2 separate regions of the Gossypium hirsutum genome follow, and region 2 is linked to region 1. Evidence: chromatin contacts called from public Hi-C data. All regions are on one chromosome and are shown on one strand. Each heading gives the region's core, a stretch centred on a gene start, on an enhancer-like site or on the middle of the called end of the contact. The rest is flanking DNA. Distances are from core to core; before and after follow the strand shown. Region 1 has its middle 15 kb from the start of LOC107899353. Region 2 holds the start of LOC107942064 (BTB/POZ and TAZ domain-containing protein 4).

Region 1 (4,566 bases), core at 890-3,389:
TTATAAAAGGACATTTATCTTATTTTATTTTATTCCAATCAATTTGATTTAATTTTAATCAAATTGATTTATTGGGTCCTTTAATGGCAAATTTTGTGGAAATTTCCAAAATGCCACCATACTAAATGCCTATAAAAGTCTATGAATTCTGTAGAATTTTTTTCTACACTCATACTCTCTCGCACCAAATTTATTTTGCTCTCAAAATTCTTCTTTTCCTCTCCATATTTTCCAACCTTCCAGTGATAGAAAAAGGCAACGTTTGTTCGTTGATCGCTGCATAGGTGCTACAGCTTTCATTATTGTGTTGTTGTATCTTGGGAGACATTTGACCAACATTTTTCCAAATACCGTAGGAGTGGCCGAATCTGTCTTTAAGAAAGCTGTGTTAAACAGGCCTCAACGTTTAGTAAATCTCTATTCTTCTTTTCAATTTCAACTTTTTGTTATGATTTTTATTGGTTCACGTATTTGACAATTTAAATATAAATTATTCTATTTATATTTTATTTTATATATATAAATAATTGTTTATTTATATTTATATATTTTATTCGCTAACGTATTTTGTCCAACAATAAAACGATAATTATTGAGAAACATTACAAATTAGGACTTCTAAGTGGCTGTGGTTGTTTGATTTGATGGATCCGCAAGAATAATAATGGTTCGGTTGGTGTTGTTTCCAGAGGGAGCTAGGAGGGATATTGGTTGCTATTTGTGCCTGGGACAAAAAAGAAAAAGGGAAGAGGGGGAAAAAATAGGATCAGGCTCTTGAAAGCTTTAGATGCTTTGACACCATATAGATTTTTGGATGGAGATAAAATGAGTGCACTATTTTATTAAAGCAATTGCAAAGCTTAAATACATAAAAGTTGATCAACTTTTTAAGAATCCTACTCCTTGAAATTTTCTAGTTGAAGCTAAGATAGTATTACTCCTAAAAACTACCAACTTATTCAAATAATAATAACAAAAAGATCATAATACAATAATCAAAACCCCGGCAGTAGAAATTGTTATATTGTTCTGCTCAATACAATGGTGGCAAAGAAATTGGAGTAGGCAAGCACGACTAGAGTTTTGGACACAAGACAGCAAGGAGCACAATTGGTTGCGATAGCAGCAACACCAAGCAACAGTGAAAGATAATAAGCAGAGTTTTTTTGCTTTCCGGCAAAGAGAGAAATTAATCATAATAAAGAAAAATTAGGGTATAAGAACTTCTACTTCTAATTACCAAATAATTTTATTAATATATCACAAAAATATTAGTAAACTCTAATAAATATCTTAATAGAATAAAAATCTTAATCTAATTAAACTAAATAATAAAACAAAACACACGCCTTCCTTTTTTCTCTTAACTAAGGGTTAATTACAAGATTAGTCTCCCATTAAACATTAAAATTTTAATTTAATCCTTAAAACAAAGTCGAAATCTAATTTAACCTCGAAATTAAACTAAAAATTTAAATAAGTTCATAATTCATAAAAATACTAAAAATTTAAATTTTATCATTTTATCTAAAATTTCAAAATTAATTTATTATATACAAAAACTTATAAACTTATCTCGATTCGATGTAAAATTCGATATCAAAATTTATAATCCTAAAGAAAAAGAGAATTCTTTATTGTAGACCTTTTGAAACAATCAAATTATTGGATGGAAGAAGAGAATGAATTTGATTGGATCTTGAACCTTGATATACAAGGCATGATCGTTTACAAAATTATGAGCAATGTTGAATAGTTGCACGACATAAATTGGAGGTTGATATTGAAGAGTTATGGTTCCATATTTGGTTGTTTTTTTTATACAATATTTAAAACTATTCATAATCATTTACGACTTATAAATATGAAAATAAACTCACTTTAGTACACTCAAACTCACGTCTTTTTACTCCGATAATAATATCAATATTAATCGAATTAAGATTTGTGTTTGATGATGGTTGAAGCTTGTGTCCGAGTACTGTGAGAAGATATTTTCAAAAGGGCAAAACGAAGAGGGCCCTTGCTGCAATGGGTTGATAATTGGAACAAAGCTTTGGGGCTTAGTAAATCATAGAGAAAGTCAACTGTCATAGATGACCACATCTGCCTGGGCCATATAGATCGTTGGAACAATGAGCCACATGGTTCTGGGCTTAGATGATTAGTTAAGGTTTCCGTTCAAGGCTCAGTTGACCTGACCCAGATAGATGAACCCAAACATCAAGCCGACTGTAAAAAAATAAAAGTAGAGTTAAATTATGAAGAGGTGGTTGAAACACTGTAAAGAAACATACTATAAAACTATACTTTATTCATTCATGGCAGCAACAACAACAACACTAATAATATGAAATTATGAAAATAAGTAAGAGATGGTTGGCAGTTGGCAAAGGGCCAAAGGCTAAAGCAGGGGAGCGTCTTCCTTCCATGATACTACTAATAAAATTAAAAACCAGAGTGGGCTGAGGATGGTCCAGCCTTTGGCACGTGAAGACGCTCCTCACCCTGGCCTCCCATTATCATCACCCGTGTTTATCAAATTCCCTTTTCTTTTCTTGCTTTAGCTTACCCCTAAATCTTCCTTATTTTAACCAACATATGGGACCTATAATATTTACACATATATAACAACATAGCTTTCACAATCCATTCTATTTTACAAATTAATGTAACCTCCCTCTCCACAATGATTACTTCACTTATTTATGCCTTAATCTTATCTTGGACTTATGAAATCCCCTTTTTTCTTTTTTTTGTTTCAGGAAGGGATTGGATCTTGCTCTTCTTTTTTAATAGATAAGTTACATTAATAATTTAATCAAATGTTTGGATACTTTACACTATCATTTGAATTTTTTTTTATTCTGTTTTATATATATTAAATAAAAGATTGTGCACTAATTATTGAGCTCAAAATATAATTGCATGGGTAAAAGTATTATGGAATTCATTGTACTAGAAGTTAGATTGCATTTTACAAAAAGATTGCATTTTGTCCCCTCTACTAAAAAAATGAATAAATTAGCCCATATACATTAGCTTAAATAGCAAACCGTTGTTTCTATAAAAATTTCCATCCATTTTTACTATTAAGAACTGATACTTGTACATTAATTTTTGATGTACACATTGCATCACATGTAATTTTTTGGCTATTCTATTAGTTATGTCAATTTTTAACCGTAAAAATGGGTAAGTTTTTTAAAAGAAATGGTCAATTTACTCTTTGATCTAATGTATAGGGACCATTTGACTCATTTTTTAAATAATAAATAAATAAAATATAATCTAACTCCTAATATAAGAATCCCGTGATACTTTTACCTAATTCGTTACCAAAAGAATGAAAACAGCAAAAATGTTATTAGGTTGAAATTAAAGTATATAGAGCATGCTACTTGTGTTAGATATGACACCTTTTTCCTAACTAAATAAATGAAGAATTATATATGTACATATTGATTAAATAATTTGTTGGTGAAAAACATTAATATTCATAATTTTTGGACCATATTGAATAGGGAGTTTTAGCTTGGTTTGATTTATTTCTATAACAAAACTTTACAGCTTGTAAATTCACACACACATTTATATAATATTAATGATTTCCAAGGTTGATAACAAATGAAACATGCATGTGCATCACAATTTGTGAAAAACTAATTAAAAAATATACTAGCAATTAATTGATACTGTTTATTGGAAGTATATAAATGAAAGAAAACAGACAAAAATAAAAAAAATTTTGAAAGAAAGAACATATTCTCTAATGCAACAATGATCACTATATATCTTTTTTGGTAAAATTAATATTTTTTTATCAGACCCTCTGATCGTTAAGAAGTGATTAATATGAAACTTGAACGTTAATATTATCTGAGTTTTTGGGATTTTGTAATCTAAATCAATTTTTCTTAATTTATATCACTGTTTTGATCAATAAAAAAGGGGGGGGCAGAACTGCATGCATTGCAGGAACCCTAAAAAGAATTGGCTTTAATAGTTCATGGGCACTGCTCACATTCTAATTAAAATAGCATTCAATTTATGGTAAAGTAATCCAAATGTGTAATAAATCAGAAACATCTTAGGGTGGTGTCTTGTATATTTTTATTTTCTTTTGGGCAAAATTAAAGATGTATTCTTCTCTCCTGCATTTGGTAATATCCCACCTTTTGCTTGCACATAATTTGTTTTAGATGGTCTTAAAAGTAATTTCCTGTCTATTAAAAGGTTTTTAATGCCACAAGAATCAAATATTAAAGGGTTTCATATTGGGGCATGGATCCCTCCATAAATTTTAATTCTTATTAATCCTCTTAAATAATTTAAAATTTATTGTATTTTTTTACCTCTTCTATAAATTAATTGTTAAATATGACTCCTATTTTCAGTCAAATTTGAAAAACAATCTTTCAGTTAAACTCTGTTTACTTGTTTCAATCAAACACTGATTAGTTTAGATTATTTTATTATTATTTGATCTATGAATTTAGCCTATAAATAGGCTCTTTTACAACCTTAGAAAACACACCCATTAGAGATTAGAACTCACAACACATT
Region 2 (4,566 bases), core at 917-3,416, 93 kb before region 1:
AAGCAATTCTAACCCTTTGCAACAGTCTCCATAATCGCATGGTGTTTGGTGTTCTTTCAAATCCTTATCATGTGGTCCAATTGTCCTGCAACCATCTCTGAATATGTGAACAAGAGCCTCCATTGCTTCACATAATTGAAGGTAGATCCTCTGCTCATTTGATTTCCTGTTTTTCTCCTTTTGCATCTGCAAAATTTGCATTTAGAGATTTAGGTCAAACTGCTAGAACCCAAGGTTACAAGGTGAAGCAGCCTTACCATGATATCCCTCCCATGTTCTTCATCCATCATGGATTCAAGAAGTTCTTTTTCAAGTGCTGGATTGCTCTTCTTCATTGCTTTCCACCCTTCAGTTTCGCGAACGGCCTTGCAGGTCATTATGATCATACGGTGAGTGATCAGCGTTAGTCGAGGCGCATCACACAGTAATGAAAGCTGGAAGGCATCAACTACATTTTCTATAGTAAGCAAGCCATGCTCAAGTTGCTGTTCACAAGCTCGCTTCAGCTGAGGAACAACATATGTGTGTGACATCACCAACAATGGCAACACAAATTCCTTCATTTCTTCTTTCTCATAACTACAGATCAAAACCAATAACAATTAGCACATGCCGGCATGAATGCATGATGTAACCACATGATCTCAGTGACACTGACAACAAGTTCAAAGTGTGAAGGTAACTAGTAATTGCCAAGGACTTACTGGTTCACAAAACTGAATTCGACCAAAAGTCTTCCAAGGCAAAAGAGAAGTTACCTGGAAGAGTACAAGAATCGAATGAAAGCCCGAACTGCATCTTGTGGAACACCATGGATGTGGATTGAAATTGGTCTTCTGTGACCAAATCCTTTTGCTTGTTTCAACATGCCTCTTAGTACAGGAGAAGCCATGCCCTGTTAGCAAAAAAGATCCAGTGAAGGGATTTGAGTCAATAAATTTGTTCAAGACACCATGTCCAAATTGCTAAATAGTTGCTATTAGCTTTATTTTCTTGTACATTAAAACACTAAACAACTCGATCCTACAAGGATTAAGGGGGCAAATGTGGCTTTCCTTTTGCTGGTTATGCTAAAAAAATATAACAACTTGCTCATGAGCTAAATGAATCAATGTCGCATTCCACCAAATGGGATTTCATTTCCAATATCTATGGTCTAAAACTGATATATAAAATTAAGTTGTATAACCAAACCATAAAAAAATGCCTGGTTAAATCAACAATATACGGAATCGAGATTGTTCAAATAACAAGGGTATTGCTCAAAGCATAACGTCCATTAATTTCATCATTAAAGATAGAAAAGACAAGGAGCGCTTACAACAATATTAGAATGCGCACAGATAATGCCACCATTATCAGTTTTAATGATAACATCAGTTTTATAGCCTCCATCAAAGAGCCTATCCCACAAAGCCCTGGTTGCTGTCGCGGCACAATTGTTTCCTCTTATGGCTGACCCATTCTTCATTAGTGACCCCTTCCGCCTACAATTTTTAGCTGGACCAGGTAATGGAGGTGGCGCTGGAAAAACCTTATTGGCACCTCGACAAGTTTGCTTTGTAATACATTCTTCCATCTTCCCCATTAACTTTCACTTTTGGAAGGCATTCAATGACAATCAAACTCAGGTTCTTTTTTTATTTGATCTGACAAAAGAATGAAATAGCAGAAACTTCGATGAGCAACACAGAATCACAAGTTTCAATTTGCATATTTATAGAAACATGACCAAAATTAAAGATTAATGAAATCTAAAACATGGGTTTTCAAGAAAAAACTCACCTTTTAATCTAAATCAAAAGTGTCTGGGATTTGGAAAATGCAGAATCAATAAGAAGAAATTAACATGTTTCCGTACAAAATCTCCAACGAATCTCGAAGAAAATGAACTCTTTTTAATTATATGAAAAAGAGAAAGCAAGAAAAAGAGAAGAATGGAGATGGCAACGATCTATCAGTTCCTCCGCCACTGCCACCGCCACCAATTCGGGTGCAGAGGCCGGAAAAAAAGTGAACCGGAAAAAACCGCCAAGGAATTTAATATTTAAAAATAAAAATAAAATCAACATTTATGTGCGAGTATAACATGCACGATTCTTCTTGCTCACTTCACGCGCTTGATTTCAATGAAAAAAAATGAATGGTTTTGGACAAATTCCGTTTTACTTTTTACAACGGGTGGTCGGGCGCTTCTATTTTAATGGTTGGTTGCTTTGGTTAGTTACGTGGACGGTGTGGGGCGGGAGTAAAAAATTGTTCTACACAAAGCCGTTTTGCCCTTACTTTTGTGCTTCATTGGGGGATTTGATTCCTCCTTAGGTGAAATTAATTTCGGTAAAATAATAAATTAAATATTATATTAATGAAGTTACAATCAACAATAAAATATAAGAGTGATGTAATTATAATGAGAAGGAAAAAATAACTACTAAGGATATTAAATTAAATTTTATATATTTGATAAAATAAATTAATTTACGTCATTATTATATTTAAATTATATTTATTTATGTATTTACATAAAATTAAAAAAATTATTAACTATTATTTGAAAGAAATGAATTAACAATAAATATTATAATTAAGAATATTAAAATAAAAAATTTATTAAAAACATTATCATTAGCTCAAAAAAGATAACAAGGTATAATGTATTGTTTCGTAGTATCCATAAAAAGCTAAAATAAAAAATATAATTATTATAAAAATAAGGTCATAATAAGAAAAGAAAGTAAGCTCCATGAATAGGCACTAAACATTGACTAAAACTATGTTTCCATCTATTAATTTTCAAATATTACATATTAATTACTAATATAATTAAATTGTTATATTTTAATGTTTAACTTTTAATACCTCTTAATGAAATGATGCAACAGTATTTTAACACAAATGATTAATGACTAATTTGACACTTAAATTATTATTAAAATATCATGTTAATATTTTTAGAATTTTTCTTAACAATAATTTTAAAATGTTCAAAAAAATTAAAAATATCAAAAAATTAAAAATCATAAATTTCTAAAAAGGGAAATTGTTGCTAAAATATTCAATTTTTTCCTATATAGTTGACAACATGACCATTTTTATTTTTTTAGAATATAAGCTGGATTTATAAAACCAAACCCAAGACAATGCCATTGGGCTACCAGAATAATTAGCATAAACACACCAAGACCTGGCCCAACAGATTGCCCCAACAATTAACAAAAAAAAAAAAAACCAGCAAAGCTTTTTGGAGACGCTTCACAAAGCAGAAAAATAAGTTTTAGAATTCTCCATCACCAAATCGACAAAAGCAACAAAAACCAGGGGAAAACTGTTCATTTTCCTTGGGAACGCGGCGGTCAAAACTTTTGTTGCTTCTTTATCCTTCATCGTCCAGTGCGTTTTAGTCCAGAGCTTCCAACAAGCTACGGTCTCGCTCAATCAGTATCACCGCAACCTTGGGATCCCATACCTCAAGAATATCCCCTATTTTTGCCGAAGACCTTCCCTGGCTAACTGGTTCGCCGCTTCGTTGGCCAATCTTTTCACATGCAGAAAGGTACAGCTTTGAAAAACTTTACTCAGCCTCTTCACGTCTTCCATATACCCCGATATTTCGGAGGAATCTGTTTCATCTTTAGTTGCCTTCTTAATGACTGTTAGAGAGTCACCTTCAACCTCCAGGTTTTGTACATTTAGATCTAAGCATAACCTCAACGCCTCCACACAGAGCCTAGCTTCCGCCGCAAAAGGCGAAGAAATCCTCTCATGCAAGGTAATTTAGATGCAATGACATCTCCTCTTGAATCTCTTAATAAAATTCCCGAACATGATATTTCTTCATTCTTTCAAAATGCAGCATCAAAGTTTACTTCTATGTACCCCTATTTCGGGCATCTCCACCGGTCTCCTGTTTCAACTTTCAGAGGTAATGCTGTTCTCAAATTATCTAGCTCTTTGATATAGTAGGGTTAATGTATATTTTATTCTCTGAATTTTACAACTTTTATTTAGTTGAAAATCATTAATCAATATGGTACCTTTTTTAGGTACCTAATTGACATTATTAATTACCAATAAAATAGAGACGTGCGTCTTCAAAATTTTAAAATACATATTAATATAAATTTTAGGGTTTCAAAAAATAATATAAAAGAATTATTATTATTTCACATGCATAAAGAATCTACAAGGATGTTCACATTTAGATGAATCTAGACTTATATTTATCTAAGTTCATTTGTGTATTTTTTTAGTAATTTACTTTTTATAATTTCAAAAAATATTAATATTAAAAACTTAGTACTTTTTTTTTATTTTACATGTATAATGAACTAAGATAAATGGTTGTTGAGATTTAAATGAATCTAGATATCTATTTATCTAAGTTCAACCTGGATGTGCAATTTTTAATAATTTCATATTTTATTTTTTTTAAACTAATAATATAAAAACATGTTATTTTTAGAAAAACTTGTGTTTGAATGAATATTTTTAAAATTTTGGGGATTTTTAAAATACTAGCATTTTAAAATTCATTAATTTAAAATGCTAGCAATTGTAATTTGCTTG

The links. Hi-C and Micro-C count contacts between places; a contact is called where the count stands out from the background.
Region 2: a Hi-C map of leaf shows a contact between it and region 1, with 4 times the contacts expected there. The contact joins the promoter of LOC107942064 here to the enhancer-like site in region 1. A contact is called at or near these places in 8 of 34 Hi-C or Micro-C datasets (hypocotyl, leaf, petal and 1 more).

The regions. Positions count from the first base shown.
Region 1 is chrA11:62,445,799-62,450,364 of Gossypium_hirsutum_v2.1, reverse strand. No RefSeq gene overlaps it. Among protein-coding and RNA genes, the nearest start is that of LOC107899353, 15 kb to the right of the region's middle. Within about 2 kb of position 2,139, at least 3 of the 9 cell types and tissues checked have an H3K27ac peak or open chromatin away from gene starts, as enhancers often do. A contact at or near this core is called in hypocotyl and leaf, where this site is marked.
Region 2 is chrA11:62,538,478-62,543,043 of Gossypium_hirsutum_v2.1, reverse strand. It overlaps LOC107942064 (BTB/POZ and TAZ domain-containing protein 4), which reads right to left and starts at 2,166. Exons shown (of 6, transcript XM_016875706.2): 1 at 1,786-2,166; 2 at 1,322-1,649; 3 at 759-895; 4 at 258-579; 5 at 1-186. The coding sequence starts at 1,588. It overlaps LOC121209910 (a long non-coding RNA gene), which reads left to right and starts at 3,022. Exons shown (of 4, transcript XR_005905093.1): 1 at 3,022-3,553; 2 at 3,679-3,769; 3 at 3,854-3,922.